2 separate regions of the Mus musculus genome follow, and region 2 is linked to region 1. The links are chromatin contacts, called in public promoter capture Hi-C maps. All regions are on one chromosome and are shown on one strand. The core of a region is the stretch at or near the end of the contact, and the rest is flanking DNA. Distances in the headings are between cores, read along the strand shown. Region 1 has its middle 9.3 kb from the start of Gm26272. Region 2 overlaps Grik4 (glutamate receptor, ionotropic, kainate 4).

Region 1 (2,789 bases), core at 128-2,627:
ATGTCTTTTCTGCCTTGGGCTAAGACATAACCTAGAAGCAAAATTCTACATGACTATAAGGGTTTTGTTTGTTTGTTTTGTTTTGTTTTTAAGAAACTTTAGTAATTTGTGTAGACTCAAGTATTTGCAAGCCCCGAGGCAATTAAATATGTTACTTTCTTCAATAAAATGTTTGTATCCCAATTAAAATAGAACAACATAGTTGGAATTTTTTTGTACACTGAATTATTGCATAAAGAAATTTAAGAGTTAGGAAGAAGCCAAGAACTCTGGATTCCTGCTTATTAAAATATTGCTCCCATTTAAACACTTCTCATTAGGAATTGATCATTATTGAATAAATATACATGAAAATCCCCCATACATATATACAAGACGGTTTGTGCTTTTCCTTAGCACTTGATGCTGTTTATCCTTTAAGTTCAATTTAACACTTCTGTAATGTCTCCTCCAACGTGCAACATGATTCAAAGCCAAACAATATTAAATACAGTGAGAAAGCATTGGTTATGGAGGATGCTACATTTGCATAATGTATTGCAATTTCATCTAATGGGAGGATATCTTAGTTCTCCAAATATTTCACAATGGATATTTTATGTTAACAAAACAACAGCTAACCTAGAGGCGATGTGCAAACAGCAGCACGCAACCAAATGTACAGTGAATATAATCTCTCCATTTGTTTTCTCAGTATACAGAATTTGATTGTCGAGTTCTTCCTGGAATGATGGCCCTTTTGTGTTTTTATTTCTATCTATAGACATTGAGATCTGTCCCTCTGCCATGGCAGTGTTTTCTTAGGAGGGAGCCATATTTCAGTGAGCATAATTAAACCATCACCAACAGAACCTTCCATTAGTCAGAGCAGAGAGCTACTGCTCTTGCTTGGTGGATACACATCAGAGGAGTTTGCATTCTGCGTCGGGGGAAAGGCCAGTAAATATTTCATGAGCTCGTCTCGATTGGATTGTTTATTTCACAACATTTAAAAGAGATACTTAATTTTTCTCAGTAGCTATTTTTTGTCATCGAGTTAGAGAAATAGATATTAAGGACAAAATTTGCATGGGACGCCCAAAGCTGGTATTTTCTCGGAGCGAGGCTTACTGTGCGCATAAAAATAAATCTTACGGTGTTCTTTAGAAGATGCCCTTGGCATCTCCTGTGTTTTCTAAAGCTATATTCTGGTAATGTTCTGTAGCTAAGGTGTGGGGAGGCGGGGATTGTAATTTGATTGCTGTGGTTTCATATAATTCAGGTTTCACGCTATATTAAAAATGGACACTAGAGGGTGCTCTTTGATTTTCTTTTTCTCTGGCCTGGCAGCCGATGTCGGTACACCCAAGCCCTGAAAATTTCCCCAGTGTTCTAAGCAGGACAAAATCGCAGTGATGCATGCGGTGCGGAGACACCCTGAGGTTTGGAAGAGAGTCAGAGGGGTTCTAACAGGGGTAGCTTCTTAATTAATTCAGAATTAGTAAGAAGCAATGCTTTGTATCCCAGCCCTGGTGGCTGTTATCTTTTGATAATTACTTAATTCCTTTGGTTGCAAGGAATTTTATTAGATTTCAAGCTCTTGTTAAATGTCAAACGATTCTAAAAATAGTTGGAATATTAGACTATGTTAAATAATTGGTGCTCTTAAGCTCTGCCGTGAGGATTTTGAGTAAAGCACACACCTAGCACTGGTTAAGAAACCAATTATAGAATTCCCAACTGTCACAAATAGCAGCTCCCTGCTCCCCGATGTCTCCCTGGGTACTGAATACCATCAAGGCTGCTTTGTTTTCTCCTTTCTGCCCTTTGCTGACCAGACTCTTTCCCTCTTCCCTGTTTGAGTACAAACAATTATCTTTTCTGTTTGCTGGTTTGCGGTAGGGTCTCACACAGCCTGGAATGGCTTTGAACACCTTAGGTTACAGAACCCAGCTTTGAACTCCTGACTCCCCTGCCTCCACTTCCCAGGGATTAGGACACTAGGGATGTACCTCCATTTCCGGCGTCAGAGGTATCTTAAACTCTCGCGTGGCTATGTTTAACAAGTGTCATTTTCGAACATAAGAAAGAATCTTTGAGGGTCAGCAGGATGGCTCAGTTGGTAAAGGCTGTCAAGCCAATTACTGAATTTGATTCCTGGAACTCCAAAGGTTGAAGAAGAGACTCCATGGGCACAGGTTGTCCTCTGATCCACATGGACAGGTGAGGACACGTGGGCAAGTAAATGAATATAAGACAGAAACCTAAAGAATCTTTCTAGAAAAGTGTATGTTCCCATTTTACAGGGAAGAAAACAAAGGGGGCAGTATTGAGGGCGTTCAAGAGTCACACTTGGGGCAGAGGATTGGAAGAGTCAGGGCTGGATCCTGGTTTTTCTGTCTTTAGAGAAACAGGCTAAAGGGCCTGCCTGTGCTGTCATTTGTGAGGGAGTATTTCTCAACTCAGAGAGACATGCTTGCCTTGAAGACAGCTTGAAAGCCATTGCTGCTGGTTTCCAGTCTCCCTTACAGGCTCAGGGCAGGTTTCCAACTTATGGGGCCTCTGAAAGTTAGTTGATGGCCATGAGACTTGTGCTAGCCAATGGAATGGGAACGGCAACAAGGAGACTTCCAGGCAGAGAAGTGACAGAGGCAGAGCTGTGGGAGGGGCCCGAGCTGCTTGTACTCATTCCTTAAAGCCGCGCACTCAACTGGCGGCATTAAAAAATAGTGACGACACCATCAATCTCCTTTCCAGGAGACCAGCGAACGGCAGAGTCCACAGACATGAACAAGAAGCAAGTCTGTGCG
Region 2 (2,921 bases), core at 191-2,690, 320 kb after region 1:
AACAGGCACTGCTTCTGTGGGCCACATGGGGCCTCCATTCAGTGTGTCGTTCTTCCCGCTTTCCAGAAAACAGTTCTATCCCCAGGACATTGTGAGTTGGATTGCTCCCAACCAATGTATAGAGAAACAAGTCCAAGGCTTAGAAAGACCCTCGGAGACCTCCTCGTGCAAAGCCATAATAAACAGACAGCGAACTAAGCTCAGCAAGAAGGAATGGCTGGCGTAGACGACGGAATGACTAAGCGGGGCGGTTAAGAGCTAACTGCCTGGCTTTATGATCTGGCTCCACTACAAGCAAGAGACCAAGGCATTATCAGCCTCTGCTCTTGTAAATGGGAACAAAATAGCTGTTTCTGCTGGAGTTGATGTGAGGCTTACATGAGAAAATAACCACGGTGCAGTGTTTACAGGGCCATGCCCAGAGAAGTCATTCAATAAACAGCAAGTACAGCCATTGCTGTCACCCAGCATCCGTGCCGGGATTAGTCGTTGGCGTCCCGGGGGCTTCACTGCCAGTCTGGTTTTTCTCGACTCCTCCTGCTGCCATAACTATTCTCCTTAGCCTCTCTCCAGATTCCCCCAGGGAACAAGTCTGGGGAGCTGCTGCTTTTAAACACACCCCCACAGCGGCAGCATTACAGGAACGGTGGTGATGACATAGATCCAGGCTGCCTGTGAGGCTAGAGGATGCCCAGGCTCCTGGTGCTCACATTTCCAGCTTTTCATTGGCATCCTGTGAGACTTTCGACTTTACCCCTAAATCTCTACAATTCTCCCCACCAAGGTGGCAGCTCCCTCCTATGGCACATCGACTGCCTGAGCCCTCTGACAGTAGATTAGGGTGATCTTATCTTTCCTATTAGGAAGTGATTGCAGCTCTTGCTGGGTTCATTAGCAGCTGGAGAACCCCTCCAGATTTATTAGCTCAAACCCCGCTTCCTCTTCACCTCTTCTTCTCAAGCCGCAATAACAGAGACGGCTTTGCCCAGAGCCTTAATTCTTCATGTCCTGTATCCAACCTGCATGTATCTTGTGAAATAAAGATTCCTCCAACCGCCGTCAAGCAAGCTGAAGGGCAGAGAGACTCCATTCCATTCCACTCAGCAACCGAATGAAATATATTTCGTGTGCACCCTATCTAAGCAGGCACACTCAAAGCCCCACAGCAATTGTGGTTACTGGGGAGCCAACAGGTGCTAATACCCACTCTTAGGATCAGTTCTCATCTAAACAGACAAGACAGGGTCCTGGCGTCAACTGATCTTGCAGCATACACAAAAGAGAAGTACAGTAGCAATTAGTAATTCAATAATGTGGCAGAGATTCCTTGCTGACGGCCAAACCTATTTCCCCTTCTGCCTAGGCACTAAACTACATTTCCCAGACATCTTTGCAGGGAGGTGCAGCCATGTAATGAGATCTAGCCAATGGAATTGTAAGAAGTGATCTGTAGGACTTCAAGGCTTGACTCATAAATTACTCTGTGTGTGAACCTCCATGTTTTCCCCTACCCCTGACCTTCATGAGACATATTTATAAGCTAGAAAATGCCTGGGACCCTAAATGACCTTATTTGAGGCTATTTCTATCCCAGCTATCCTTGTCGAACTTCCGGTAAGAAATGTAAGATCTGCCTTCTATATCTGTGGGTTCTGAATCATCGATTCATCCAACAGATGATTGAAAATAGTCAGGGGACATAAGGTCTGGGCTGAGCAAGCGCAGACACTTTCCTTCTCACTGTTCCCTAAATGGTTCCAAATAATAGCTGCTAGCATTTACATTACAGTAGGTATTCATATAGAGACCATTTAAAGTATGTGGGAGAGAATGCCACATCATAAAGGAGGGACTTGAACATCTGCATCTCTATTATCATTATTATTCACAAAGGGCCCTACAACCCATCCCTTGCCACAGTAAGAGACTGCGTGTTTGCCTCTGCATAGTGAAGCTGTGGGATTTGTGAGTTGAATGGCTGTAGTAGTTAGCTCTGCTTAGCAGCTACAATGCCACCAGTAGATATTTTCAAATCCCTTCTAAGAACCTTTAGGGATAGGCGTTACCCCTATACACACCTCACTAATGGGAAAACCAAAGTCCGAAGAGCCCCAGGTCCACACAAGTCCCTGAACACCTCAGAAGCAGGGCTTCTCACCTGTCCTGAACATCCATCGGGGCTTGACTCTCAAACACCAGCTGCTTCCTCTTATTGCAAAGCTTCTTCATTAGAAGGGCCCTACACTACAGCCCTGCGGTCTTGACTCTCCCAATCTGCAAACTCTAACGAGAGAGAAGAAATTTATCTGAGCATTTCACACCCACTGGAGTGGCTCTCACTAAAAGATAAAAATTAAGAAATATTGGCAAGATTGTAGCAAAACTCTACCTCCTGTGCATTGCTATTGGGAATGAAGCATGGTGAAGTCACTCTAGAGAACAGTTTGGTGATGTCCCAATACATTAAAAGGTGATGACTGTCTAGTGAGTTCCCTCGTTAGGTGCATACCCAGGAAGAGTGAAAGCAGAAAGTGGGAGGGACACTCATGTTCATGGGACTATTAGCCACAATACCAAACACCGTGAGCACTCACTATGTGTTAATGCAGGATGTGATGCACATGCACGATGCTATATTATTCAGCTTGAAGAAGGATGAGACTTAAAGACATAATCTACATAAAACAAGCCAGACACAAAAGGATAAATATTGTATGACTTCATTTCCATGAAGCAGGCAGTCATTTTCAGTTGACGGTGTAGAAGTGTGCTTTGTGGCCAGGGCGTGTCTGGGAGGAGGAGGGGATCAGGGTTATAAGAGTAGAGTTTCTGTTTGAGAAGATGGAAAACGTAGACATGGAGGGTGATGATGGTGGCCAGCAATTCGAATAGGCTAATCCCACTGAAAGACACACTAAACT

What was found. Promoter capture Hi-C pulls out the DNA fragments that hold promoters and counts their contacts.
Region 2: a promoter capture Hi-C map of hippocampal neurons shows a contact between it and region 1, with 2.7 times the contacts expected there. The contact joins two enhancer-like sites. A contact is called at or near these places in 1 of 39 promoter capture datasets (hippocampal neurons), 4 of 484 Hi-C or Micro-C datasets (brain, cerebral cortex, cortical neurons and 1 more), 2 of 115 datasets of contacts at active chromatin or transcription factors (double positive thymocytes and embryonic stem cells) and 1 of 9 other capture datasets (embryonic stem cells).

Annotation. Positions count from the first base shown.
Region 1 is chr9:42,325,549-42,328,337 of GRCm38.p6, forward strand. No RefSeq gene overlaps it. Among named protein-coding and RNA genes, the nearest start is that of Gm26272, 9.3 kb to the left of the region's middle. Within about 2 kb of position 1,378, at least 14 of the 459 cell types and tissues checked have an H3K27ac peak or open chromatin away from gene starts, as enhancers often do. A contact at or near this core is called in hippocampal neurons, where this site is marked.
Region 2 is chr9:42,646,386-42,649,306 of GRCm38.p6, forward strand. All of the region lies in intron 8 of Grik4 (glutamate receptor, ionotropic, kainate 4), which reads right to left. Among named protein-coding and RNA genes, the nearest start is that of Gm36590, 26 kb to the right of the region's middle. Within about 2 kb of position 1,441, at least 7 of the 459 cell types and tissues checked have an H3K27ac peak or open chromatin away from gene starts, as enhancers often do. A contact at or near this core is called in hippocampal neurons, where this site is marked.